Linked DNA regions of Mus musculus: all the other regions are linked to region 2. Evidence: chromatin contacts called from public promoter capture Hi-C data. All regions are on one chromosome and are shown on one strand. The core of a region is the stretch at or near the end of the contact, and the rest is flanking DNA. Distances in the headings are between cores, read along the strand shown.

What was found. Promoter capture Hi-C pulls out the DNA fragments that hold promoters and counts their contacts.
Region 1: a contact with region 2 is called in a promoter capture Hi-C map of pre-B cells, with 4 times the contacts expected there. The contact joins the promoter of Lzts3 here to the promoter of Pcna in region 2. A contact is called at or near these places in 3 of 39 promoter capture datasets (liver, maxillary cranial neural crest and pre-B cells).
Region 3: a promoter capture Hi-C map of cranial neural crest shows a contact between it and region 2. The contact joins the promoter of Mavs here to the promoter of Pcna in region 2. A contact is called at or near these places in 1 of 39 promoter capture datasets (cranial neural crest) and 1 of 115 datasets of contacts at active chromatin or transcription factors (astrocytes).
Region 4: a contact with region 2 is called in a promoter capture Hi-C map of pre-B cells, with 4 times the contacts expected there. The contact joins the promoter of Itpa here to the promoter of Pcna in region 2. A contact is called at or near these places in 4 of 39 promoter capture datasets (cranial neural crest, embryonic stem cells, liver and 1 more).
Region 5: a promoter capture Hi-C map of pre-B cells shows a contact between it and region 2. The contact joins the promoter of Cdc25b here to the promoter of Pcna in region 2. A contact is called at or near these places in 1 of 39 promoter capture datasets (pre-B cells) and 4 of 115 datasets of contacts at active chromatin or transcription factors (astrocytes, embryonic forebrain, forebrain and 1 more).
Region 6: a contact with region 2 is called in a promoter capture Hi-C map of pre-B cells, with 4 times the contacts expected there. The contact joins the promoter of Atrn here to the promoter of Pcna in region 2. A contact is called at or near these places in 3 of 39 promoter capture datasets (fetal liver, liver and pre-B cells).

What each region holds. Positions count from the first base shown.
Region 1 is chr2:130,641,018-130,645,981 of GRCm38.p6, forward strand. Lzts3 (leucine zipper, putative tumor suppressor family member 3) reads right to left here and starts at 1,827. Exons shown (of 5, transcript NM_197945.4): 1 at 1,704-1,827. All of the region lies in intron 2 of Gm52563 (a long non-coding RNA gene), which reads left to right.
Region 2 is chr2:132,250,478-132,255,203 of GRCm38.p6, forward strand. Pcna (proliferating cell nuclear antigen) reads right to left here and starts at 2,703. Exons shown (of 6, transcript NM_011045.2): 1 at 2,339-2,703; 2 at 1,426-1,523; 3 at 1,214-1,281; 4 at 767-961. The coding sequence starts at 2,559. It also overlaps a transcript of Cds2 not described here.
Region 3 is chr2:131,232,147-131,236,859 of GRCm38.p6, forward strand. Mavs (mitochondrial antiviral signaling protein) reads left to right here and starts at 1,917. Exons shown (of 7, transcript NM_001206385.1): 1 at 1,917-1,981.
Region 4 is chr2:130,666,281-130,671,420 of GRCm38.p6, forward strand. Itpa (inosine triphosphatase (nucleoside triphosphate pyrophosphatase)) reads left to right here and starts at 1,522. Exons shown (of 8, transcript NM_025922.3): 1 at 1,522-1,655; 2 at 5,121-5,140. The coding sequence starts at 1,590.
Region 5 is chr2:131,184,758-131,189,166 of GRCm38.p6, forward strand. It overlaps Cdc25b (cell division cycle 25B), which reads left to right and starts at 2,191. Exons shown (of 16, transcript NM_023117.4): 1 at 2,191-2,623; 2 at 3,349-3,470; 3 at 4,322-4,373. The coding sequence starts at 2,424.
Region 6 is chr2:130,905,234-130,909,913 of GRCm38.p6, forward strand. Atrn (attractin) reads left to right here and starts at 1,262. Exons shown (of 29, transcript NM_009730.3): 1 at 1,262-1,734. The coding sequence starts at 1,328. It overlaps A730017L22Rik (RIKEN cDNA A730017L22 gene), which reads right to left and starts at 1,163. Exons shown (of 3, transcript NR_015523.2): 1 at 978-1,163.

The DNA.
Region 1 (4,964 bases), core at 577-3,076, 1.6 Mb before region 2:
CCAGAGTTTGGAGGGGGTCACATGTCACTGCATCACTCTGCTTCAGTCGAGCCTTCTCAGGTTCTTGGGGTCCTAGACATTGTCCTGAGGCTCCCTTCTCAGGTTCTATGTGAGGACAGCTTTGCAGTCAACCCATAGGCAATTCCCACAGAGTTCCTTGCCACAGTTCTAACCTGCCAACGTCAACATCTTATAGCCACTCCCTGCCCCTTGCCTCTTCCAACCTCAGGCTCCTGCAAATTCTTTCCTCAAAACCTTGGTAGAGTTGGAAGGACAAGGAGTGGAATCTCTTTCCCTGGCAAGTAGGAACTGAGGGGAGAGGAGGGGCTGAGAGCCCTCTTTAGGACTTGAGGCTTGAGGAGGACTGCCCTAGGTGACAGTGTGATCTGCAAGGGCAGTTGAACCGCATCACTCTGGGATGATAGCCTGTTGCCTGAGCCTGCCTCCATTTCTGTTCTATCAACCCTCAGTGCCTGTGACATTACAATACTAGCAGTCAGAGGGGCCAAATGGACTCTGGCTAAACCCTTCCCCGAGCAGGGTCAAGGGCCTTAGAATTCCTGCAGCATCAGCTCCAGGTGTAAATCACAGCTCAGCTACGAAACCTCAAGCAGACTCAAATTCTCACACCTACCTTACAGCGATTTTTTAAAAAGGAAACGGATTATGTGTAAAATCCATGGTATTCTTTTTGGCACCCACAACCAAGTAGAGTTTGTAGCAGAGTCTCTAAGGCCTCTCTTGATATCCACCCTGTATTTCTCCTGAAAGCAGCTCTTCACTCCACACATGACCTCTTCTCAGCTCTCTGCCCAGCCTACATTCTTCTGGAACCAGTCCAAATACTCCTCAGCATCCTTGGTACCCAAGAGGTCTTGGAGCACTTAGCTCAGGATGACCCAGGGAGATTTCACTGTGAGCCTTCCCCATTGGAAGCCTGTGTTACCCCAGGGGTCTCTGGACCCCCCCCCCCCGGCATCATGAAAATGCAAGGCCAATACTTGTGGGGATGTTGGTTATGAGCAATGTCAATAGGAAATGAATGCAGACATAGAAACAAGGAAAAGCTTCCAGGAAGGATTAAGGGAAGGGATTCAGGGAGCAGAACTTCTTGGTTGGGATGTGTGAGGGGAGATTCATCTTCCCTTGGAAATGTGGGCACCTGCAGGGGAAGAGGCCCATCCCCTAGATCCTGACTCTGATGAAGCCAGTGCTTCAGTGCTGAAGGTACTGACAGCACACCCCCACCCACCCGCTCACACAGGAGCCTGCCTCAGCTGTGCATGTGTGTGTCAGAGTGTGTGGGGGGGGAGGGGGAGGGTCGCCATTCACTAGCACATAGACCCCAGCCACAAAATCTCTGCAAAGGTGCCACAGAGGTCTCCGCGGTTGGAGAAATTCCACCCATACCTCCCTCGGTTCTCCACCAACGCGCGTGGCCCCCGGGGGGGGGCGGGGTGCAGAGAGAAGAGGTGACATAATCCGGGCCGCACCCCCTCCGGCCGCCACCCCCCCCTCCCCGCGCGCCGGTTGAAGCGTCCATGACATCATCGGCCTCATCCCCCCCCAGCTCCCCGGTACCCTAGCAGCGGGACGCGCCCCCTCCCCAGCTTCCCACCGGCCAGAAGCAGCGAGCGATGCAGCGGGCATGGTGACCTGAGGGAGAACCTGGAGGGGCACCCCGGCAGGCCTGTATCACTTACTCACTGCCTCAGAGTCCGGCGCAGAGGCTCAGACACCGGCGCTAGCTGTCCCGCTCTCTGGCGCAGCCCGAAGCCCGCCCCACAGGGCGCGCGGCGCGGCCGGGCTCTGCTCTTGGCCCCTCCCGCCCCGCGCCCGGCCCGCCCACCAGCGGCTGCGGCAAACGCGGGCCCGCCCTCCGGCCACGCCCCCGGGACCCGCCAATCCTGGACGGGGGTGGGACTCGGTGCCTTAACCCCTTTGGTCGCTGAGCGCCGGCCCGCCTGCCCAAAAGGCTGGGTGGCAGATACTCGGCCTCAGTCCGTTAGCCACTGTACCAAATTCTTGGGGTCAATCCCCAATTTCTGTCCTACCAGAAATCCAGCAAATTCCTACTCTCTTTGAACCCCGTATCTGGGTGTATGAGCCCTTTGGTTTATGGACAACCTTGTTTGGACTCTAGATTCAACTCCTGCACCAGCTATTCCCTGTGCAGCAGATGTCCTAAATCCTTCAAATATGGGACTGGACAGATGGCTTAGTGGTCAAGGGCACTGGCTGCTCTTCCATAGAACCTGGGTTTAATTCGCAGCACCCACATGATAACTAGTTACAAGGGATTGGACACCTTCTGGCCTCTGCAGGTGCTGCACAAACATATGGTCGAAACAACCATACACTGAATTAAAAAATAATTAAGGGGGGGGAAAAAAACCAAAAAACCCTGAAGAGCCTTCAAACCTACAAGATGCGGGGGTGTGAAGGCACCTGTGACTATGATCTAGGTGGAGGCAAGAGCCAATAAATTGACCAATTTAAAACTTGACGCTACAGGAAATTTGTATTTTATACCTTGTGCCCCGTGCCTGCTGTAAAACTAACAAACCCCATCCTAAAAAGAGATTGAGTAAAGACTTTATCTTTGACTCAGATCAACACCTTGGCAAGTGCAGGTGGCATACACTAAAGGGGTTGCCAGCTGCCCAGGAAAACTTCCTAAAGGAAGCACTCAGCCTTCAACTATGCCCTTGGTCTGATCAGTATGAGGAAGCAAGCTAGGCCCAGGCTTCCGCCTTAGCAAAAGGCTGTAGGTTGTGATTGTGATAACTGATGAGTTTAGCCATCCTATGACATAGGACTATGTCATAGATTTTAATTTTTTTTGCCTTTTTAAACAATTGTTTTTATTTCCTATAGTGAATTTAATGAATTCCTGTTTTCAGTTCTAATGATTGCTTTTAAATGTATTAAGTAAATGCCTTTAATCCCAGAACTTGAGAGACAGAGGCAGGGTCTCTGAGACCGATTCTAACCTGGTCTACAGATCGAGTTCCAAGACAGCCAGGGCTACATAGAGAAAAACACTGTCTCAAAAAACCAAAACCAAAACCCAAAACCCAAACCAAACCAAACCAAAAAACCAAAAAGCCAACCAACCAAAAAAACCAATCAACCAATCCAAATAAGGAAGTATATTAAATAAACTAAGATCTTATTGTCATTAGCCAATGACAGATCATTTATATATTCTACAACTCTGTGAACTGAGTGTCATGGAAATGTGATGATCCTCATGGTTTGTGGCCACCATATTACAAGATATTCATTTAGGTCAGAGAGGTAACGTGTCATCCTTGTTTTAAGCAGATGAGTCCAGCTTTGCTACCCCTTTCAGTGAGAAGAGGATGAGAAGAGAACAGAATATGGGAAGAATCCCCAGGAGACATTTTCTTTTCCTCCTCCTCCTCCTCCTCCTCCTCCTCCTCCTCCTCCTCCTCCTCCTCCTCCTCTTTTTCCCTGAGGCAGGGTCTCTCTATAGAGGCATGGCTGTATGGGAACTCACCATCTAGACCAGGCCTCAAATTCAGAGACACCTGACGGCCTCTGCCTACCAAGTACTGGGGTTAGAGGTCTGTGCTACCAGGCAAGAGAAAGTTTTGATTGGCCCACAACAACATGTATTTCGAGACGTTATTGTGAGGGATTTTGTTTGTTTGGTTGGTTGGTTTTTTTCTCTGTATAGCTCTGGCTATCCTAGAACTCACTCTGTAGACCAGGCTGGCCTCGAACTCAGAAATCCACCTGCCTCTGCCTCCCAAGTGCTGGGATTAAAGGCGTGCACCACTACCGCTCGGCTGTTTGTTTTTTAAGACTGGGTCTCACTAGGTAGCTCTGGCTGTCTGGCTGGCCTGGAATTCCCTATGTATTCACCATGGCCCTTAAGTCAGAGATCCCTTGTTTCTGCCTGGGGAATGCTGGGTAAGAATGTTGTAGTTCAGGGACTGAGTGTAAACCTAGCGAGTATGAGACCTTGGATTGCATCCAACACCACACATACCCATTTAGGTTGGTTTGGGCTTCTGCCAACTCTGTTTACTTGGTCTCATGTTATTGCCAGTATTTAAGCTCTGATTTTTCTATTCCTACTTTGGACCCACCTGTCACATGACTGTTTTCTGACAGTTCTAAGAACCTGACCTAGGTGAAAATGCTTTCACTCTCTGTTCACAAAATTCTTCCCATCTTCCATCTTTATCCCCTTGTCGTCTCACTGGAAATGGCGGCAGAGCTGGGCTTATCTGTCTAAAGAAGACACTTTACCTCGAGTTTTTATGAGTGTGTCTCATCCTTTTGAAATTATTGTTGAGTTTTTGAGGAAGAGCGAGCATGCCATGGCAGATGTGTGGAGATCACAGGACAACTGTTGGAGTCAGCTGAACCATCTCATCTGCCCAGAGCTTTTTTTATCCTCAGGACTCAAATGTTGCTACTATATGTCTCAGTAGCACCATTTGTTAATTTTCTAAAAACAAAAGATCTTTTCAACTTAGAAAAGCCACAATACATTCCTGTCATTTTGTGAACAGATTTTTAGGGTCCCACTAAAACCATGCATTCATTGACTGTTGTCAAATGTGTCTCTGCATCCTGAGAAAGCGGGTGAAACTTAGCCATCACAGATTCAATCTTCTTTGGTGTCTCCACAGAGACATTTATTCTGCTCATTTCATCCCTGTTGGCCTATTCTATTACTCCCCTATGTTCAATTTAAATTATTCTCTTTACAGTTCTCTGTCCTTATTTCATGGAGAATGTGGTTTTGTTTCTTCAGAGTAATACTATCAAAGAGGATGGGGCTATCCCAGCACTCAGGTAGCTGATGCATGAAGACTACTGAGAGTTTGAGGCCAGCCTGGGCTAAGCATAAAAACCTGCTTCAAGAGAAAGAAAGACAGAAAGACAGAAAGACAGACAGACAGACAGACAGGAAGGAAGGAAGGAAG
Region 2 (4,726 bases), core at 1,453-3,952:
GGCCAAGTAACACCTTATATTTACCTTAAATACTTGCAGTAAGCACTCTGAATTTCACTATACTAAACCCTAAAAATCCTATTTAGTTCAGACTTCTGTGTGTAATTCTGATGCTCAGGCTAGCTAGCAAAACTTAAAAAAGAAAAAAAAAAGTGTAGCCATGAAATATACATTGGATTCCTGAGAAAAAGCCTCGATTCAGGGATACTTAGAAATTAAAGAGGCCTAGTATGTTCTACTTGAATGAGGAGGACTCGGAGAACATCTTCCTTTGCCTTCCCAATTTCTTCCTCATTCTTTTTGAGCTAGATTTTCTGCCAGGTTGACTTTAAGCTGAGAATCTTCCTGCTGTAGCTTTGAGTACTACAGTTGTGGGTTTGAGACATCATGCCCAGCTTTCTCTATGGATGTAACTGTCAAGAGCATTTAATACAACTCTTTCCACATTTTGTGAAGTCTTTCTTATTTCCCTTGGGACTGCAAATACTCTTGAACCTGCAACACATAAAGCTACATACACCCCCAACCATTTTCTTTTGCTCACTTGCCAACCCTCACTTATTTGCCAAGAGTATTTCCAGGAAGCAAAAGGCTGTACACTTAGCTTTCCAAATGCTACCTGTAAAAGCTTATGGAGTCGTCTCTGAGCTCTAAGATAGCTTGGTCTACTCAAGACTCCATCTCAAAATGAATGAATAAATAAAAACAAAAGCCGAGGCTCCATCCCTGCTTCAGACACCTAACTGGACGCCCCCTTACTACTCACCGCCTCCTCTTCTTTATCCACATTACTTGTTTGTGACAACTTAATGTTCCCATTGCCAAGCTCTCCACTTGCAGAAAACTTCACCCCATTCTTTGCACAGGATATCACAACAGCATCTCCAATGTGGCTAAGGTCTCGGCATATACGTGCAAATTCACCCGACGGCATCTTTATTACACAGCTGTACTCCTGTTCCTGTAAACCCACAAGTTAAAGGTCAGTCTAGAAAAGGGGGAAGGCTCAGCTTCATGTTCTCAAGATTTAGCATCTTAACCAGAACTCAGAATGCAAGACTTCTGGTTTCTTTAAAACTCAATCAACTTTAGACTGCTGTGGTTTAGTGAAATGGCAGTGTGCCATTCATCCCCAATACCACCACTCCACTCAGAACACGCATCAGCTGGTATCACAGCAGGGTAACACACAATCAGAAACAAGGTAACTCACTGGGATTCCAAGTTGCTCCACATCTAAGTCCATTAACTTCATTTCATAGTCTGAAACTTTCTCTTGATCTACCAAAAGAAGGAAAATGTTACCAAAGCACACCACACGGTCCTATCTATGATGGAAATTTTACAATATTGTTAATATTTTTTTTTGGTTTTGAGAAACAGAAACAACACGTAACTACCGAGTTTTAAAGGTGTTTAACTTACTTGGTGCTTCGAATACTAGTGCTAAGGTGTCTGCATTATCTTCAGCCCTTAATGTAATGATGTCTTCATTACCAGCACATTTTAGAATTTTGGACATGCTAGGGGGGAAAAAAAAAAAGACAGGCTTTATCAACATGTAATCCACATCTATATTTTAAAAAGCAATTACAAGTTGTACCATTTCACACTCACGGTTGGAGAACTGTTAAAGGGGCTAAGGGTACCCCAAACTCTCTCAGGGGTGAAGCAAATTACCGGGTATATGTGATTCTTAAAACCGACTTAGTAAAATGCACTAAAAGCCAACATTCGAGAAAGCATCTTTTTGAGCGGGGTGTCCTTGGTTTCTAGTGTACTGGAGAATGTGCCCCATCACGTCTGGCCTTTTCGTAAATCTTTCAAAATGTATACAAGTGGCACTAATCCATGTATCTGTACTAAAATAAGTCACACACTGTCCTTGAACACGTATACAGGAGGCACTAACCTAGGTAGCTGTAGCAAAGTTAAAAGCTAAAACTGACAGATTTCCCCTCAAATCCATGATGCGCAGTGAGACTCTGGAAGTCAAGAAAAGGTCTATTGTCACTCTAAGTCGACATTACATTTGCACTAAGACTCGTTTATTAGGCGCTAAGACCAGCCACTCAAAGCTGCAGGCATTTAATGAGCACAGCTCCGGAGCACTCATTTTCCCGCGGACTCCCGCTTTGTGGCTTTGGCGCGGAAACAGAGTGGGCGCCACTGCCAGCGCGGGCTTTTCGGAACCGCGCGCTTTGGTGAGGGCTGCCCCCGACACCATAGACCAATCAGAAAGCGCGGATGGCCAAGCCAGCCAATGAGCGTGCAGAGTCACAGCCCCGCCAAGAGCGGAAGCGGGAAGAGTGGGGCCCCGCTCCCGCCACCCGCTCACCTGGTGAGGTTCACGCCCATGGCTAGGTTGCGGTCGCAGCGGTATGTGTCGAAGCCTTCGGAGCGCAGAGTAAGCTGTACCAAGGAGACGTGAGACGAGTCCATGCTCTGCAGGTTCACGCCGCCCGAGCTGACGTCCCAGCAGGCCTCATTGATGAGGTCTTTGAGAGCCTCCAGCACCTTCTTCAGGATGGAGCCCTGGATCAGGCGTGCCTCAAACATGGTGGCGGAGTTGTGGCGACTAGATGAGAGCTACTCTAAGAGGAACGAGGTCTGGCTGCCAAGGTCCCCCGATTCACGATGCAGAAGCGGCAGCGAAGGCCTACAGCGACAACTACCAACCCTCTGCGCCCGCAACCGTCTAATGCCGCGGCTTCCTAGGCGCGCGCCTTTTCCCTGCGCGAGGTCATGACGCCACAGCGCTGATCCACCCACCTCTCCTCAAGGACCAATCGTACCCGTGGTTTGAGCAAGGCCCGCCCCACCGCGTATGCAAAGGCGGGGCTGCGGGGTAGGAGCCTGGGAGGCGAGGGGCATCACGGGGTTCGCGTAGGCTGTCGTCACCGCCCAAGTTTGTGGGAGTTTAGGCTGCAGTTTCCATCCTTAGGAAGTTTCCGCGCCACGGAAGTGGAAGTCACAGGCAAATCGAGCTGTGCGCGGCGGCCTGCCTTGAAGCTGGAGAGTATTTTAAACACTACGGAGCGTTTTCCCTAACGTAAGAAATACGCTGCAAAATATCGAGTAATAAAGAGGCCACCATATTTTAACACCCCTACCCCCCCCCCCATTTCATATCACTTTTCTGTGTGCGTCGCTCTGAACTTTTCTCTCTAAAGACTAAAAAAATACCTCTTAACGTGAACGCTTCTCCAAAGAAGATACCAAGTCCATATGTATCACGTAATTATTTTCCTTTTATGTCTGGTTCTCTACATTTTTCTAAAGGTAGATATTACTAGTATTTTCATCTTAATTTTAGGCTGAAGATGAACCCGAGCCTGAGCCCCATCCTGAAAATGTTAGCTGTTGCAGGTGGAGCGTCTTTCATATGTCCCTGGGCTGCAGCATTTTGTTCTACTAAAGTTTTTTTGTTTTTTTGTTTTTCCTATTGATTATGAGGATGGGGAAGAACTGACTGCAGGTAGATTAACATCATTTACAAAAGGATATAGAGTTTTTCAATTTCTCATGTTTTTTTCTTTTGGTTTTGGTGGTAGGTAAAATATATTTGATAATGAAAGTGTAATACTTTAATGTGAAACTTGATAGTTTCCATTTGGAATGCCTCTTCTAACTGTATAGAAGTTGGTTGAGTTGTGAAGAAAGCTTTTGGTGTGTGATGTTTTATTTATGTGTGTAAGGGTTTTTTGTTTGTTTGCTTTTCACTAATAAGGTATATACAATTTCAGAAAGTTAAAAGGACCGTTTTAGCTGGTGAGAGTGATTAGTGATTATAATTCCAGCACATGGGAAGGCTGAGGTCGGAGGGCCTAGATTTAAACTCACCTTGGACTATCTACCAAGACTGACCAAAGGGGAAAAAGTTTACATAGGAGCATATTAATTCCATTTCATGTTCATTTATTCTTTCCTTATTCACTGCATTTCCCTTTAGTTTGTCTTGTTTGATTTTTCTTTTCCTGGCTTGGGGATTTAGCCAGAAAACTGTATAACTTATTGAGCTATAGCCTCAGCCTGTTAAGAGTCTCCATAATTTTTTGAGGCTTGCATCAAACTCACTCTGTTATCCATGCTGGCCTTGAACTCACAATTTGATGCCACAGTCTGGCATCAAGCTTAACTCTTTAGTTTCATTTAATATCTTGGTTTGTAGGATTTCTCAGCTTTTTTTTTCTTTTATTCTTTTCACCATATATCTAGGTATGCTGAGACACAAATGTATTAATCACTCTCACAGTATTGAAGATTCATTGATTCCATCAGGTCTAGAATACTCTCGACCACTCTGATGGCAAGTGTTCGGTTTCCCTACACTGTTCACTGCCCGGCGTGTGGATTTTACAGAACTTTAGATCTATTCAGTTGTTTTGTTTTGTTTTGTTTTGTTTGAGATAAGGGTCTCTCATGTTCCCTGGCTGTACTGGAGTTTGCTTGGTAGACCAGGCTGGCAAATTTGACTTTTTAAAATTGGTGTGTATGCATCCAGCCCAGCATTTATGTCAGCTTATAAGGTGCATCATTATTTTATGCAGCACAAACGAGGAAAACTGTCAAACTACCACACAGTGCTATATCACATACAATTTTGATACTATAATAGTTACAAATAAAAACAGTTATGGGCTGGAGACATGGCTCAGTGGTTAAGAGTACTTGCTGTTCTTCCAAAGGTCCCGAGTTCAATTCCCAGAACCTGCATGGCAGCTCA
Region 3 (4,713 bases), core at 667-3,166, 1.0 Mb before region 2:
CAGATCTCATTACGGGTGTTTGTGAGCCACCATGTGGTTGCTGGGATTTGAACTCAGGATTTTCGGAAGAGCAGTCAGCGCTCTTACCCTCTGAGCCATCTCACCAGTCCTCCTTGTCTAGATTTTTAAAAGAGGTGTTGATAGACGATTGGGAACCATGCAGGCCAGGAAGCTGGATTGTTACAATGACCTTCGTGGTTCAGCAAGGACAAGGCTATCTATAACTGCATTTAGACGCTGGTCCTCACAGGCCTGGTGCTCTTTTTGCAAGAATTAAATAAGAGGCCCTTGTTGCTTTCAACAAGACTAAGTCACTAAACCTCACTTCAGAGTTGTTTTTTACATTTTCAAATTTGTTTTGTAGGGACAGGCAGTTGTGGACATCAGAAAACAGCTCTGGGGAGTTCTTCTACCATGTCTGTCCCAGGCAATGAATCTTATGTGTGATTTGCATATGCTGAAGGTTGTGAACAGCTACCAAGAACAGTGTGGTTTGAATGAAAAAGGCCCCTATTGGCTCATAGGGAGTGGCATTATTAGGAGATGAGGCTTTATTGGAGTGGGTGTGGCCTTGTTGAAGAAATTCAGAAGCTCCACCTAGGCTCAGTGACTTGCTCTTCCTTCTTGCTGCCTGAGGATGCAGAGGCAGAACTCTCCGCCCCTCTACAGCACCATGTCTGCCTGCTATGGTGCCTACTTCACCTTGCTTCCTGCCATGACCACATTGAACTAAACCTCTGTACTGTAAGCAAATGCCAATTAAATTTTCTAAGAGTTGCCATGCTCATGATGTCTCTTCATAGCAACGGGAACCCTAACTAAAACAAACAGTAATAAAATCTAATTTCATTCAAAGAGTTCCAGCATGGTGGCAGCTCTAACCTCAGTGCTCCCTTAGGCTTGTCTTTAAAACTGTATTAGATAGGAGATTATAGCATTAAGTATGTCATTGATGCATTTTTCAGCTTTTTTCCTGTTTTATATTTATGATGGGAGGGGTGATAAATGCCAATGCTTTTTGGAGTTAGTTCTCTTTCCATTATGCAGATTACAGTGGTCAGACTCAGATCTCTGGCTTGGCAAAAAGTGCCCTTACCTGCTGAGCCATCTCACCAGCCCCAGTTGATATATTTTTACATGTGCTCCAGCTGCGTACTCTCCACCTACATCGAGTTATAAGACATTTCTACCATCTAGCCGTGCTGAGGTAACTGATTTCTTTTTAACTATGTTCGTTTTTTACTTCTGGTTGAAAGAATTGACTGGAAGCGAAAAGCTTTCGTTCCTTTGTCTCTGTAAGCCAGTGGAGGTCAGAGGAGTCGGGTTACCCTGGTGTTGGAGCTATAAGCGGTTGTAGCTTGGTGCATATCCCCAGATAGATGCAGTCTTTTGCTGCATCCTGTTCCTACCAGCCCAGCTGGTGTCATCTGGCTAGGCACTCATGTCCCTATGACATTTTGTGCGACACTACGTTTATGGAGCACTGGAGACATAGGAGCAGATCACATGAAGACCCTCTCTCCTCCAGTACTTGGCTAGAAGATCTGCTTTGCCTGAGGAATGGAACGGAATCTAAGAACTGCAGTTTTCTGGGTATCTGGACTTCCCCTGAAAAGTGTTCTAGACTAAGCAGGAAGAAACAATCTCCCTAATGCACCTGCAGGAAATCAGAAGAGACCTCAAGCAAGGCCTGCGGGGCACCAGCCGCTAGACCAGCCGCTCCGGAACATCAGGACTCATCCACTGGCCCTGCGACCGGCCTAGCTCAGCTCCGCCCAGGCATCCCCAGCCCAGCCAACAGCCGTACTTCCAACTCTATCACAGTCTGGCTCTGCCAGGCCAATGACTGCGCTTCCGATCCCGCCCCTCCTCCCCACGCCTGACCAATAGCTGCGTGGCTGGCTTCGTCCCGCCCCCTTCATCTGCGAGGGCTCTGCACAGTCGAACGCGGTCAACCTGTTGCCTAGTCTGGTTTCTCTTGGTAAGTTTGCAGCCTGGGCGTCGGTGCTCAGGACTCTGTGTTCACTGAGATCCTTCAGGGAGGGAACCTTGGCTAGGGCCAGTTACGCCTGGGAGTCCGCATGGGCGCCCTGGGCCTGGGCGCGTGGGGTCGGAGAGGCTCCTGAACTAGGGGAGAATGAGGTCGGCCACACACGGATTCGCGACCCCGGCAGTTCCTTGATCCGCATCCAGCACCTTTAGCAAGCAGGTAGGTGGTGCCGAGAGTTTGCCCAGGCTGGACAGAAAGAACCTCGGAGTGCCCCCTGCTTCTCCCAGGCCCTGGTGACTCGAGCGAGGCCTGGCTACGAGCAACGACCTGTGGCAGCCGCGCCAGGGAGTAGGCCTGCCAGTCCGGGCTACGGCCTGATCCTGGATCTGGGCAGTTGCAGGCAATAACATCTGTTCAAAACAGCCTCCCTGCACTTGGAGACCTGAGTCCCGACAGGAATCTAGTCCGAGGCCAGGAGACTTGTCCCTCGGGAGTGTGGATATTTATTTCCACGACCCGGACAGAAGCTCTGTGGAAGTCAGGTCGGAAGCTTTGCTGTGTCCAGGACACTCTTGCCACCTCCCTTTCTGTTATAAGAAAGGGTCTGATATAAGAAAGAAGTTTGAGGAAAAGGATGAAATCAAAAGAAAGCAGAAAACAATGTTCTTTGGATACCGGGAAGCTTCAAAAACTTGAAGGGCATTCAGCCTCGATCTCAGAACTCAGGTGAATGTCAGTAAGGGCAGCATTGATGCCAGTTGTGTCTGAGAGACTTTTATGTCTTCAAAGAGCCTAAATGCTGCATCTTCTCACCCTATAGTCACATCCCCAGGCAGTGACCTTGGTGTAAAGAGGGGCTTTGTGGTTTTCCTGCTGCAGGGACCTCTATGCTGTTAGGTCATGGCAACAAGTCTGGGTACAAATTCCACACTGCAGGTCAGCCGTGTAGCTTGGTATCACTTCCTCTCTTGTGATTGTGTTAAAGGACATAAGTAAAAGGACCTCAGGCTGCCTCTGTTAACAGAGAACCTTCGAGAAATGAATAACTGTGAGCTTCCTCTGCTTTTGGTGGGGCTCCATGCCACTCCCCGCCCCCAGGCTGCATTCAGAGTTGTGGTTGGACTGCAGAAAACCAATAATTTGACTCCCTCATCGTCACATCTTTCTAGGTGACCTGGGAAAGGGGGAGGAAGGGTTTCATCAGGCTGGCCTCTACAGAGGCCTCATTTTTCATCCCCTGAAGGCTCAACAGACCTCAATCTTATCTCCTTGATCTCCCAGCCTTCCATCCTTAGCTCTTTGTAGGAATGTAGCATTTGGTAGTTAGCAGTGGCAGAGGTCACTAGGCAGAACTGGCACCCCGCCTCCCACGTGGCAGGGGCCTGCACCTGCAACAGCCGTGGGTACTCCCTGCACTGTCTCTCAGAGGCCTCAGACTCCATGATGGGCACTTGGTTCCCTCTTCTATCCCTTCCTTCTTCTCTCCTGAACAATACTCTTGGAAACCAACAGCTTGTTAAACTTGTCAAAACGGAGCTCTGAAGGGCCATCTTTCCATGGCTTCTTACTGCCTTCCCTAGAGTTGAGTAAATGGCACCTTCCTTGCCCCACTTCCCAAGAAGCCATGTTTGATTGCCACCCTACCTCCCTTGTCTACAAAGCACCAGGAATATAGCTGCTCATCCCCTCTGTTGCCACCCGGGCCACACCCTTCATCATCCTCTCACAGGGCCCTGACTTGTCACCCTCCTTCCATCCTGGGCTTCTCAAAGACCTTAGAACCTCCAGAGAGTTCTGCAGTGCAAATCAGAGCCCAGGCTCTCCAGTGGTTCCCCATATCACATCAAGTAAAACCCAAAGTCCTTCCCACAACACCTTACGTGCTGGTGGCCTCTTTGACCTTGACCTCTGTCCTTCCCCTCAGCTTTAAACGTCACTCACCTAGATTCTCTTCACTCCAGATTCCATCCCATCTTAGAACTTTGGCATCTGCTTTGCCTTCTGCCCCAGACTCCAGTCTTTTCACAATGGAAAATCATTCAGTGAGATGTTACCAATCGCGGCTTTCCTGGATCACCTCTGTTTAAGCAGGGATTTCCTCCTGGAGTTCTGTCCCACTGTCTCCTTTTACTTTCTAAATAATCAGACTTACTTCCTGGGCTTGTCATTTGGGTATGTGCTAATGGATCTGGTGCCTGTTCCACTCCAATGGTACTTAAATTGGATGTGGCATATCTTGTCTCTCTTCTCCCCAAGGTGGAGGACAGCTAAGAGACAAGTAATCAAAACACGTGATTACAGATGGTGGTGCTTCGTAAGCAATGCTTGCATTTAAGGCACTGCCAATGTCTAAATGGTGGGATGGCTCAGTAGGTAAAACTGCACGCTGTGCACTCCTGACAACCCGAGTTCAATCCCTGGAAGCCAAGGTGGAAGGAGAGAGCCAAATCACAAAAAAATCGTCCTCCAATTTTCATGTGTATGCTGTGACATGTGTGCACACATTACACACCTATCGTATACATGCAATAATAAATGAGTGAACAGATAAAAGTGGTGTATTTTTTAAAATGTAAGCTTAGATGTTCTGGAAAAAAGGCTTAGTGGGTGAGAGCACTGCCTGCTTTCCCAGAGGACCAGAGTTTGAGTTCCAGTACCCACGTGGCAGCTCACGACCATCTGTGGGTGCTCTCTGCTGGCCTCTGTAGGAACATGGTACACAG
Region 4 (5,140 bases), core at 272-2,771, 1.6 Mb before region 2:
CCAACTCTAATGAACCACAGGTCCTCAAAAAATAACACCATCGAGGGGCAGTGAAGAGGACACTATGATCTGTCTCCAAAGACACTGTATACAGCAAAGCTTCTGAATTGTGTAACACGCAATATTAAGGTCACGAGCAAAGATTTGAGGAGAACATAGCTTTGGCTACTCTGTGAGGACAGCTCTAGAGTTTAAGAAAAACTCATTAGTGGGCTGGGTATGTGGCTCAGTGGTACAGTGCTTGCCTAAGTCCCATAAGCCCCTTAAGTAAGTTGCATCTATATAACAATACCCAAGGCTGTACAAGGTTAATAACATTAAGCTAAACAGCCAGGCTTGATTAGGATTCTATTGTTTGTGTGTGTGATTCTGGGGGCCAAACCCAGGACCTTGGTCATGCTATGCAAATGTTCTACCATCAAGCTACATCCCTGACACCATATATAGCCCAGGCTAGCCTTTAATTCATGATCTTCCTGCTTTAATCTCAGTGCTGGGATTATAAATGGCCACACTTCCAGCTAGCACCCTGTACTTTTGTTTTGTTTTTTGTTTTTCGAGACAGGGTTTCTCTGTATAGCCCTGGCTGTCCTGGAACTCACTTTGTAGACCAGGCTGACCTCGAACTCAGAAATCCACCTGCCTCTGCCTCCCGAGTGCTGGGATTAAAGGCGTGCGCCACCATGCTCGGCTTTTTTTTTTTTTTAAGATGTTTTTTATATGTATGAGTGTTTAGCTGCTCGTATGTGCGCTGCATTATATATGCCTAGTGCCTTCAGAAACCAGAAGAGGGCAATGCATTCCCAGGAACTGGAGTTACAGACAACTGAAAACCACCATGTGGTGCTGGGAACACAACTAACTCTGGAAGAGCAGTCATGTACTTAACCGCTTGGCCATCTCTCCAGCTTGAGCTTACAACTTTCAGAGAACCTAGGCTCAGTTCCCAACATCCACACCAGGCAGCTCAAAAGCACTTGTAACTCCAGTTTCAGGGAATGCGACACCCTCTTCTTGAAGGGGCTCATGCACTCACAGGGTAGGGCTAAGAGGGTCACTCATCTTCCTTGGTGTGTTCCCAATGCAAAGGCTGAGGTGACGGAATAGAGAAGGGATAGGGTTAGCTGGGCAAGAAAAAAGGAGTCGAAACACTAGCTATCAAGCCTAACACGTAAAAGACTGCTTGGTTATGCTGTCTTAAGTTCGCAGTGAGGTTCGGATAGACTCCCAGGCTTACAGCCCTTGTCTAAAAGATAGTCTTTCTCAACAGAGTTGGAGGTGCCGGAGGGGCGCCACCACAGCCGACACCCGTCAGGGCGCGGGTTCTTGGCTCCCCGGAGTTGCTTAGCAGAGGATCTGCGCGCTGATAGACCTCTCCACCCCTCAGCGCGTCCCAAGCGCCTCAGACACAGGCTGCGGGATGCTCATCTGCCGCGGCTGCCACCTCCCGGATGTTGGCAGCAGTAGCCGGAGGCAAGCTTCAGGCATCCGATAGGGCCGGAAACCGAGCTACCTACTTCCGCCTCCGGCCGGAAGTACCTTCCCGGCAAAGGGTTACTGGGCATTCTGGACCGTAACCCTCGCTTGCAATGGCTGCGTCTTTGGTCGGGAAGAAGATCGTGTTTGTGACGGGAAACGCCAAGAAGCTGGAGGAGGTGTTGTGGGGTGTGGAGACTGTCTCGGAGGCGGGTGGTGATTGGGCTGCTGGGCTTTCACCAGGGATGCACGGGAGAGAAGGCGGGAAACGAGGCTACGAGTTGTAGCCTCGGGGAGTGTGGGGTTTGCCCCTGGCTGTGTTGAAGGTCTGGGCTTGGGGAGAGACCGCCGTGGAGTGTGGCGCCTTGAGGGTCAGAGGAATTTTTTTTTTATATATATAATCATTATTTTGGAGATAATGACTCGTGTAGTCCAGGCTAGTCTGACCCTGTTGTGTAGCCAGAACTGACTTTATTCTCTTGACCCTCCTGGCTTCCGAATTCTGGGGCTGCACGCATGCTCCACCTCACGAGTTTTTTAGATGAGCTGGTAAAGTCAGCAGGCTATAGGAGCTGGAGTAGTGACATGTGTGACAAAGATAAATTACCCCTGAAGCCCTAGATTTTAAACCTGAGTTCAGACACCTCCCCTCCTGAAAAGCAGTGTGTGTGTGTGGGGGGGGGGTAATGGAGGGATGTTGATCCAAATTGAGTATAGTTCCATCTACCCTTCCATATCTGAGATGTGTAATACCTCATAAGAATCATGGCTGACATGAATGAGGAAAGGCACTTGCCAGTCAAGACTGACCTGAGTTCAATCCCCAGGACACATGGGAAAGCCAGATGTGTGTAGCAGCACACTTCTGTAACTCCTCAAGATGGGAGGGAGAGGCTGAAGAATCCTCAAAGCTTGAAAGCTAGCCAACTTGAGGTACCCATAGCAGCAGAAATGCTGCCTACCAATTCACTGCATTCTTAAACTGAGGACAAAGGGACCTTTAATCCAAGTTACACCAGGCAAATGTTCCTCTTTCTGCCATTTTTTCATGACAACCTGATAATCCAAAACTGGCTATAGTGAACCTTTTATTCTGCTTGCTTTGGGACATAAAGCTAGTCTAAAAGTATGCTTGGCAGCGCTTCCTGAAATGAACACATCTCAGTATGTGTTTTCCAGAATCCCATGCTGTGGTCATCATATCCTCCTCCATCTGCCTCTCTCTAAAGCATGAGGCACTCACAGGCGTTTCTTAGTAGGGTTTGGCACGGTAGCTCTGACAAGGTTTCACTTTCTGGGAGAATAACACTGTTGTGTTATAGATAAAAGTCAGCAGTAGAAAGACTCGGGTTTAAAAAAAAAAAAAAAAGAATCATGGCTGACCACAGTATAACAAAAGGCAGGTTAACAAAAGAAAAATGTGACAAGTTTGTCAAAACTCTACATGCTACAGCTTTTAGAACAAAGACCCAGAGGCTTTATTTAATTTTCTTCTGACTTTGGATCTAACCCAGGACTTAAAGCCAATGATTATCTTCCTCCTTATTCCCTCGTGACAGAGTCTCAAACCTAGAGTGTGCTCTTTGGTGGGGTAGCAAGCTCAAGCAATCCGCCTGTCTCTGCCTCCTCCGGGGCTGAGGTTACAGGTAGCACGACTGTCCCAGACTTTTATGTGGTGCAAGGGACCAGAACTTAGGTCACCGTGCTTGTGTTGGCGAGTGCTCTTCCCATTGAGTCACTACCACAGCACAACATGCCCAGTTAAAAAATTAACTTACTTTATGAGTTTGCATATATGTCTGTGCCTGTGGAGACCTGGAGAGGGCGTTGGATCTGCTGAGACTGGAGTTACAGATGGTTGTGAGCCACCCTGTGGGTGTTAGGAACCAAATTGGGGTTCTCTGTAAGGGCAACAGGTGTCCTTAACCACTGAGCCATCTCTCGAGCCCCATGTCTCCCCTCCCCCATCTCTTGAAAAAGGGACTCTCTACCTGAGTTGGCCTTGAACTTCTGATCTTCCCTCCCTTTAACCTGCCTAGGGACAAGGATTTGGAATGACAGGTGCAGCACTTTCCTGACTGCAACTCAGAAGTTTCCTTCCACCTCCCTGCCCTTAAAAAAGTATTTTAATTATGTTTATGTGTTGGGGGTGGGGCATGGGGCCAGAGAGTGGCTTTAGGAGTTGGTTCTCTTCTTGCACCATGGCTTACTTGACAAGTTCAGGCTTTCAGGCCTGTGAATGCAGTAAGGGCTTTTTACCTGCTGCACCATCTTGATGGCCCCCTCCCTCCTTTCTTTCCAAGATAGGCTCTTGGTGTACCGCCTTGGCTGGCCTTGAACGTACAGTCTTCCTATGGAAATAGAAATAATAGTCTAATGTACAAAAAGAGCAGGACTCGGTGGTACGTGTTTCTAATTTTATCATTCTGGAAGCTGAAATAGGAGGACTTTGAGTTACATAGTGAAAGCTGGTCTCATAAAAGTTGTGTGTGTGTGTTGGGGTGAGGGGCAAAGTGGTAAAGTTCATGCCTTACACCACAGAAACACAAAAATAAACTATATTGAGGTGTAATTTTCAAAACAATAGCTTTGCACACCTGGTTGCTCACCCACTCTAGCCCCTGATTTGTTGTTGTTGTTGTTTTGTTGTTTTGTTGTTTTTTTGAAACAGGATTTCTCTGTATAGTCCTGGCTGTCCTGGAACTCACTCTTTAGACCAGGCTGGCCTTGAATTTTTTTTAAAGATTTACTTATTATTATATGTACGTACACTGTAGCTGTCTTCAAACACACCAGAAGAGGGAGTCAGATCTTGTTACGGATGGTTGTGAGCCACCATGTGGTTGCTGGGATTTGAACTCTGGACCTTCAGAAGAGCAGTCGGGTGCTCTTACCCACTGAGCCATCTCACCAGCCCTATTTTGAATTTTTATTACATATTTTCTTTGTTTACATTTCAAATGTTACCCCCTTTCCTGGTTTCCCCTCCCAAAGCCCCCTATCCCATCCCCCCACCCCCTGCTCACTAACCCACCCACTTTCCTGTCCTGGCAGCCCCCTACACTGGGGCATCGAGCCTTCACGGGACCAAGGCCCTCTCCTCCCATTGATGTCTGACTAGTCCCTGATTTTAATAGGGTTAAAAGTCACTAGGAAGCTACGCAGGATGGCTCGTTCCTGTAATGCTAGTACTGAGCTGAGGGGTGAGTCCCAGGCCAGCCAGTGCTACACAGTTAAAGAAAAGTTCAGTCAGGCATGGGAGCTGCTGCTTCAGCCTGGCTTGCTGTTCCATGGGGAAAGCGGTGAAGGTCAACGGGGGTTAGTGAAAGCATAGAGCAGGGTTCTTTGCTGTTGGCTACTTTGGCTAAGCCTTGGTAGAGAGCACTGAAGTGAAAGGGTATTCTAGATAAAGGGTGGGCAAGGGAAAAACGAAATGGAGGTGGGAAGGGATGGAGTAAGGAGAAGGCATGCTAGTTCAGCGGTCTCTGAAAGCTGAGGTGTGGCTTATGGGCCCAGTTTGATAAGCTTTAGAGGACTAATGGGGACGCTACCTGATGAGACAAGTGGGTGGCACCTCACAGTTGCTGGGAATTAATGGAAATTGTTAGCAAATGATGTGACACGTGTATTTTATCTTGGAACAGGTCATTCAGATTCTCGGAGA
Region 5 (4,409 bases), core at 941-3,440, 1.1 Mb before region 2:
CCTCCATGAGGTTACAGAGTACAGGAGGCCAGCTTCCCTTTTGCCTTTTGCATGTGGCTACTAGGAAATTTTTAATTCTGTTTGTGGCCATCATCCATGTCTGCCACCATGTTTCCTTTGGCTAAATATGAATCGTCTTCAGGAGATGATACAAGAAATTTCTCACAATACTGTTTCTGAAGACTTAGTGGTGGGGCTGGCTGCCTTTCATGTCATATGATGTCATCCTTTGTCAGAGTTTTTGGTGGCTCAAAAACTTAACATGCCACAGCTAAGAAAAAAAAAAAAAGATGTGTGTTAGGGAACCAGTAGAGGAAACAAAGTTTCTAAAAAGGCCCTGGAGAGATGGCTCTGAGGTTAATAATACTACCTGCTCTAGTAGAGGACCCAGGTTTGACTCCCAGCACATTCATGGCAGCTCAGGACCATCTGTTCAGGGGATCTGATGGCCTCTTCTGTCCTGCACAGGCACCAAGCAGGCAAATGGTGTACAGACAGGTAAAGCACCTATACACATAAAACTCTGCAGGTTGCAGCGTAAGATTTTAACATGCCAGTAGTGGCACTTCATACCCGTAATCCCAACACTCAGGAATCAAAAACAGCCCGATCACCATAAATTTGAAGCCAGCTTACTCTATATACAGAGCCAGAAGCCAGCTGGGTCTGCATAATATAACACTCCTCTCCCTAATCTCAAAAAGAGCAAATCTTTTAACTGATCTCTAGGGATTAGTTTTTGTTGTTATTATTTTGTTGTTATTACCCTCAAAAACCAACACAGCATGGCCCCTCCTCACCTAGAAGGGTGTGTGTGCTGGGATGCAGGTTGAGGGGAAAACAGCTATGTTGGTTTTGAAAATACAATCCTCAGAGCGATTTTATTCCAGGTCTTTGGAATGGAAGACCTTGTGGGGTCACATTTCTCTCCCTGTGCTGGCACTAAGGGCTGTAGGTCTGGACCTTGTCCTTTGACAGGAATAAGAAATGGGTCCCCAATAGCAGTATATAAGTTCCTAACATAGCACAGGAACTGGGCAAAATGTTGAAAGAAAAGAGCGGTCATGGCTCCTACTTTGGTCACTGCACTCAGGTGTGGCTAGTGTCGTCCTCCTTCACACACAGCTGAACCTCTTAGACCCCATCCCTACCCTTCATTACCCTTTTGCCATCCCTACCTGGTGGTGGTTAAAACAGTGAAGGCTGCTCTCAGCTCCTACATCCTGTACTGCACCCCACAACCCGTCCCAGAAGCCACACCTTCACTGCAGAATTTGAAAAAGTTCTCAACTGCCCACTAGGTCCTTCCCAGCTCATTCCAGGAAAACAGACTCAGCTGCAAGGTGATTAGGTCATTAGAAAACGCTCATTGTAAACTAATAGCAAATTCAGCCTCTTTCACCTTCAAAGAAACACTAAATATGGTGCTATTAACCCCAAATTAGCCAAGTGGGTGTGAGATTTTTTTCCCCCTAGTTGGGTTCTCTGGTGGCATGTCCCAACTGTGTGTTGCAGAAATCATTGCCTAAATCTAAGCGTCTAATTCTCAGGAGAATAGGCTCAGTGGGGTCACATCTAAACTCTGGTGCCCCAGAACCCAGCAGTTCCACTGTGCCTCGCAAAGGGCTGCCAGCAAACGACTGCAGCTGCTCTGTGAGGTCCAGGGGCGATGACAGGAGGCTGCACCATCAGCGGAGTCCCTGAGGGAGCTTCTATGTCTCTGCCACTCAACCGAACCTGTGACCTTAAACGAGTTAAAGAGCTTTTCAACGCTGGGGTCTGTGAACTGGACAGGGAACGCAGTGCTCACAGCATACTTGGCAAACGTCCTGGGCTCAAGCAGAGCGTCGCACCGTCCCTTACTGATGAACGTGCATGATGGTAAACGTTGAGGGCTCCTTATGAGGCCACCTTAGGGGATGACTACTCCCTCTGAGGGTAGAGGGCTGCTCCCACCTCCAAACCCTGTTCCAGGAGGCAATATCCTGGAGGCCCAGGATTCTCGCGTCAATGGGAGCGGGCGGGGCCGGGGCGGTACGTGTGGGGCAGGGGGTTAACCCAACTCCCCGAGTCACCCTAAGAAGCCAGGCGAGCAGAAGTAGCTGGTCCAGCCTCAGCCTCAGCCCCGCCCTTGGTCCCGCCCTCCCGGAACCGGCGCCCCCATTGGTGGCGTCTGGCGGCGCTGCCGCTGTTATTTTTCGAATATATAAGGAGGTGGAGGTGGCAGCTGCCCAGCTCGGCGTCCTCCCCTCCCTTCCTCCCCACATCCCTCTCCTCACTCCCAGGCCCATTGCTCTTCCTCCCTCCCTTCCCTCCCTCCTTCCCCTCACCCCAGGCTCACTCTCGGAGCTGAGCCAGCTGGGTCGGCGTCTGCTGGCCGCTGTACTGTGGCCCTCTAGCTAGCCTTTGCCCGCCCCGCCACGATGGAGGTACCCCTGCAGAAGTCTGCGCCGGGTTCAGCTCTCAGTCCTGCCCGCGTGCTGGGTGGCATTCAGCGGCCGCGCCACCTCTCGGTCTTTGAGTTTGAGTCTGATGGCTTCCTGGGGTCTCCGGAGCCTACAGCTTCCTCCTCTCCGGTTACCACTCTTACACAGACCATGCACAACCTCGCTGGGCTCGGCAGGTAGGATGCCCCAAGGGAGCTGGGTGTGGTAGTGGAATGGGAGGCCCGGATCAGGAGAGACTAGGCACCAGAGCTTAGAAGTGCAGAACTCCAACCCCTTTAGCCTTGTTTCAGTGACATGGGACGAGTGTGCTCTATGCGACTTACACCCTCGATATGAACGTCTAAGGATCATTTACCTCACTGCTCCTTCATTGTGCCTCCTGCACACTATCCTTAGGCAGAGGACCATGAGGTTGGCATAGAAGTGGGTCTTAAAAGGTTGTGCCCTGCTCTTTGAAAGCACCCAGTATCTGCCTAAGGCTTAAACTGACAAAAGACTGACCACCTCCTTAACCGTGCCTGTGGGGTCCCAGGTGGGTGGTCCAGCTGCACTAGAAAGCCAGGTCTTGCTTAGCTGTTGCCTCCAGGAAAACGCTGGATAGGTGAGGATGTGACAAGCAGGAGAATGGTCTACAGAGCTTCTGGACTGTCTCCTGCCCATCCTCCTCGCTCTTCCAGACCCTTAGAAGGGTCTTTCCTGAACCAGTCAAACCAGAGAAGACGCTCCTGGGCCTCAGTGGAATGAAAATCTTTGACCTGAGATACAGGCTAGTCCTAGGATCACCTCTCCGTGATAATGGGCCTGTCATAGTTAGGGAATACATGGGAGCATGGACCCATCAGCTTCCAAATCCAACATCCATTTCTTTTTCTCCTCCTCTGTGCCTCTTCTCCTTTCCTAGTGAGCCTCCAAAAGCTCAAGTAGGAAGCCTGTCGTTCCAGAACAGGCTGGCAGACCTATCCCTGTCCAGGCGCACCTCTGAGTGCTCCCTGTCATCTGAGTCCTCAGAATCTTCGGATGCAGGTAAGGTCCAGGGCCCCTAGTAGGGGTCCCACACACCACCACCACCACCACCACCACCACCACCACCACCAGAAGAGATCCGAGAACTTCCTGGACCTTCTAAATTCTCTGCCCATTAGATCACCGTCCTTTCCACAGCCTGATGGACCCAGAGTCTTTTCCCACCTTGCCTTCAAAACTATGAAGAAAACAAACCTCTTGTGGGTCTTACCACACCCAATCTAAACTGGGAGCCTGAGGAAGGATGGCTCTTGGTAGGAGATGGTATCTTACCTATTTGAAACCTAGCGGTGAAGCCACTAAACTACAGCTCCACCCAGAAGGCACTCAGTACCAAAAGTCGGTCCTTGTGAAACATTCTCTTAAGCTGTAGCTTTTTCTCCTTAGAAAACCATTATCAAATGCTTAGGAAGCCTTGTACTTAAAAAATAAAAACAGGGCTGGCAAGATGGCTCAGCGGCGAAGAGCACTGACTGCTTTTCTGAAGGTCCTGAGTTCAAATCCCAGCAACCACATGGTAGCTCACAACCATCTGTAATGAGATCTGATACCCTCTTCTGGTGTGTCTGAAGAGAGCTACAGTGTACTTACATATAATAATAAATAAATCTTTAAAAACAAACAAACAAAAAACAAAAGCAAAACAAAAACTGTAGATACCTTTTCCATAGTAAATGGAGACTGTAGCCCTGTGTCCTTTTGGGGGCAATGTCCCATGCTTAGGGTTCATAAGTAGGTTTTGTTTCATTAAGGTATGTCTTGATCTTAAGTAGAAAGAGGTTTCTCTATCTTGGGGGAAAAGTAAGCAGGGAGGGCTGCTACTTGCAAGCCAAGGTTCTCTGTCCCACCAGGTCTGTGCATGGACTCCCCCAGCCCTGTGGACCCGCAGATGGCAGAGCGCACGTGAGTGGGGAAGGGAGGGGTCCCACCACTGAGGAC
Region 6 (4,680 bases), core at 12-2,511, 1.3 Mb before region 2:
AGAACTGACTTCTTTGGATCAGCAGTGAGATCTCCAGGAATCTTTTAGGACTCCAGCACCGAATTGGGACTGTGGAGTCCAGTCTTGTGGATCAAGCACCTTTCTAGGGTGGGACAGCCATTGTTGAACTACTTGGACTGCATCCTGTAAGCCAACTAAATAGATCTCTATCTATCTATCTATCTATCTATCTATTCTTTTAGTGGAACAACTCAGATGGCTAAAACAACCCATATGGCTTCTTCACTCAGTGACTGTTCTTCCAGCTATAAGCTTACCAGATTCATTTGCCTGGGACCTTTTCTCTCCATATGACCTCTGTATGAATCTTTCCAAGGTGGAAGAGCAGGAGAATCCCAGGACAACAAATAAACAAATACCTCCCAAACCAGACCAAGCAACAAAAGAAACAAAAAATAAGATCAGAGCTGGAACTGACACGTTATCTCTTTACCATATCCTTCTATCGGTTTAATATAGTCAAGGTCCAGCGTACATTCCAGGGTAGTGGCCCATACAAGGTTATGCTATTGGGAAGTATGTATCATTGGGAGTAGGAGAGGCACTGGCGTTAGCAAGAAGGGTGTGCAAGCTGAGAGCGCTCCCGGTAATTCTGGGCTGTTCTTTCTTCAGAGAATATGGATAGGTCGTGGGGTACAAGATAATGCTAAACTTCTCCTGCAGAATTTAAGGTACACATAGACATGGTCTGCCACTGGTTCAATCCGCTCGCTATCAAGGAAAGCCTGGCTGTGTGTGCATTCAGTCAGTTACACATCTATTCATATGCAGGTGCTTAATTAACACACGTGCCATTTTGTTATCCCTAGTTTAGAAACGCGAATGCAGTAAGTACTACTTCTTCAGGTCTCAGCTAGCAACACACGACATCATTAGCCTTTTGGGTCCGGTTTCTCACCAAAATGGAGTTGGGGTTATAAGCTGAGCTTTGGAGGCGTCCAAAGGGTAACACTTACCACAGTCAGCTTGTCTAGCAGAGCCAGGCAGCCACTGTAAGGAGGTACTGGCTAACTCGTCGTAGCGCGGTGCGGAAAGCAAAGAGCCTCCGTAGACTAGGCGATGTTCATCCGCGCTAAGACCCTGGCATTGAGCAGGTCTACATGCTGGGCACGCCGGAAGACCACGGCCCTGGTCCCGCCCCCGCGCATGCCAGCCCCGCCCCTGCCCGACGCACAGCGGGAGCCCCGCCTTGGATATGGACCCGCCGGGCCACCGTCGCCCGGCCCCGCCTAGCACGGCCAGGCGAAGGGGAGCCGGCGTGCGGGGTGTGTATGTGTTCGCTGGGCGCCGGCTCAGCCCCAGGAAGATGGTGGCGGTGGCGGCGGCGGCGGCGACTGAGGCGCGGCTGAGGGGGAGCACGACGGCGACAGCAGCGCCTGCGGGCAGGAAGGGCAGGCAGCACCGACCCTGCACCGCGACAGGGGCCTGGAGGCCGGGACCGCGCGCCCGGCTGTGTCTACCGCGGGTGCTGTCGCGGGCGCTGCCCCCGCCGCCGCTGCTGCCGCTGCTCTTTTCGCTGCTGCTGCTGCCGCTGCCCCGGGAGGCCGAGGCCGCTGCGGTGGCGGCGGCGGTGTCGGGCTCGGCCGCAGCCGAGGCCAAGGAATGTGACCGGCCGTGTGTCAACGGCGGCCGCTGCAACCCTGGCACCGGCCAGTGCGTCTGCCCCACGGGCTGGGTGGGCGAGCAATGCCAGCACTGCGGGGGCCGCTTCAGGTGAGTGCGGGTGGGGAGTGCAGGCCCAGCCTGATGTTCCAGGCCCAAGGCAGGTGCAGGGCTTGAAATCGCGAGGGTAGAATTTGCCCCACTGTGTTTGATGATGGCTTGCCTCCTGGAGGGATGTTCATTTGGTGGCCTTCGGGTCTGCCTGTGGTGGAAGATTGAGAAGGAACGGGAACACTCGGGAGGCATTTGTTGCTGTGGGTTAGATGTGGGTCCTGAAGAGTATAAAAGCCCACCTCGAAAACGGGCTTATTTAGGATAAATGAGGTATCAAGGAAACGGTGAGTGAGTGAGTTCTTCAGCACTTGCCTTTGACCAGCCCAAGAGATTGGAGATATGTGTGTCTGGAAGAAGTACAGCCGAGGAAGTGACATGTTGGGTGAAAATAGAAGGTAAGGCTGGGTTGTAAGATTTCAGGGATAAAAGTACCATTGGTTGTTGTTCCAAGGAAAGTGAAGAAACTAGTTTTTGGATCCTCACTGTTGGCCTATTGGAACGGGGTTGTCTAGAGAGGAGAATCCTATTAGCCCTAGATTCTCCACAACATGCAGTTGGCTTGGTTTGGGGCAGAACCTCTTGGAGAGATCACTTTTTAATTAGCTTTTATCTATTATTTGCTTCTGTTGTGAGAGAATTTTTGGATAATGCACACAGGTAGATCCATCATCCAGAGTTTGATGTGGTCCACAAGAAGTTAGGAACACAGCAAGGGGAAGTTATAAGACCTACAGTGTCATCCATATCTCAGGCAGATATTTGTTGACTGGGTTCCCCATTTGACGTGGGAAAGTGAGGGAATGTGAACGTGGCGTAGGATTGATTCTTGCTCCAATTGATCTTATGTTCTAGTGAGGGCTGACAGGCAGTCAACACGTAACTAGGCAAAAGGAATGAGCAGGATAATTTCAGATAGTGGTAAATGCTAAAAGCAAAATACAAACAGGTGGTCGGTCTTCCAGGATTCCGATAAGTGGTGACATTAGAAGCCACCCATTTGAGTGTCATTTGATCTGAGTGAGGCCTGAACCTGGCATAAGAGAACCTGTGGAAATGAAGGGGCAGAGAGTGTGTGACTGGCTAGCAGTAAGCAGAGAAGTCTCGGAGGAGGAGGAGGAGGAGGTGACATTGAATTTGAGCATGTGAGGTTAAGTAGGATTTGCAAGCGTGAAGTTGGGGAGAAGAATTCCAAATGGAAAAAAAAAGCTGCAGACATAGTGGTAGAGTCCAGAAGGTGGAGTTTTGCCAGTGCCCCTGTAGTAGAAGAGAGTTGTAAGGGAGAAGCTTGGAATGTTAAAGTAATAGATCTCTGTTAGATCTTCTAGGGGACTCAGAGATCAGTGGCAAGATGAACTCTTAAGTTTTACAATGGAGAAACCAAGGAACCTCAGCACCAGTGTTTCGGGGGTTGGTCTAATAGTTTAGCGTGTTGTGATTTTAGGCTTCGAGATACAGTGGTAAACAAGTTGTATGTAATTTTATTCTTGTAGAACTTAACTTTTCGTTTGGGAGTAAAAAATACCATAATGGAGCTGGAGAGCTGGCTCAGTGGTTAAGAGTACTTGTTGCTCTTGCAGAGGACTGGGGTTAGGTTCCCAGCACCTACATGGTGGCTCATGATCATTTATGACTCTAGTTCCAGGGGATGTCATGCCTTCTTCTGACTTCAGGCACCAGGCACACATGCAGGCAAAACACTTACACAGGAAATAAAAATAAATATTTTTAATTTGGAACTTACTGTGTAGGCCAGGCTGGCCTCAAACTCACAGAGATCAGCCTGCCTCTGCCTCCCAAGACCTGGGATTAAAGGCATGTGACATCCTGCCCCCTTAGTCCCCCCAATAAATAATTCTTTAAAATTATTTAATTTTAAATCCAGTAATCAATATATTGTAATTTTGCATGATTGTGGAGGTGAGGGCAGCGGTAGAAGCCAGCTCCTTTCAGAGTGAGACTAAGATTCATCTTTCTGTTGAGATACTCCTGAGGGGCAGGATGGGGGATGAGTGACATCAAGACAGGTTAGAGGGGAGATCCAGTGTCCATAGCAGAGAGAGCAAAAGGGACCAAGACTGCAGAGAGAGGTCGGTGCAGTGCTATGCCACATAGAGGTAGGAAGTGGATTTAGGATTTGACCTTTCACCAAAGAGCAATGGGATGCAACAGGTCACTCTGTTTTCATGAAATTGTAGACTTAGAGACGGGAACCAGAAAGGGAATAGCCTTAAAGGTCAGTTGACTTTAGATGCTTCCAAGATCAGGGGGATTGATGGAGGGACCTTCAAATTCTGAAAACCTGGGCTACAGGCATGAGATGTTATGGGCAGTTGATAGAGACTGTTGGTGTAGGTCAGAGCCAGACACCACTGCTGCTAGTAGAGACGAGGTAGATATTGTGTGGGAGTATAGAGATAAAATGGTTAGGTCTCTCTTTCAGATCGGTTTGTTCTTGGACATGTGAACACGATAGTGAGGAGAAAAGGCTAGCTCTTACTTTGGGTGATTGAGAGGCAATATTTACAAGGCACAGGGACATAGGTAGGACTAGGCTGAGATAAGCTTAGATTTATACACAGAGTTTGGGGAGTTTTCAAGGTATGTGCCTGGCACATGTTCCTTGTTGGTTGAGGTTATTTACCTGTAAGAGGGCTTGCCAGGGAGAGAAAGAGATCTGAGTGTCCACATGAATAGTTCAGAGAAGAGCCTTTTAAAACAGGACAGGCACTCCTGATAGTGCCTCAGCTACTCTCATATGTAAGTGACTGTCACAGACATTCCCTTTGAGCTTGTGCTCATTAAGGCTCAATTAAGACTGCCTCTGACAATACTATTATAGTAAGTGGCTTCTAGAATTGTTAAAATAATAAAAGGCCAGGAGTTGTAGCACACACCTATAATCTCAGAACTTTGGAGGTCAGGAATTCAAAGTCAACCTTGGGT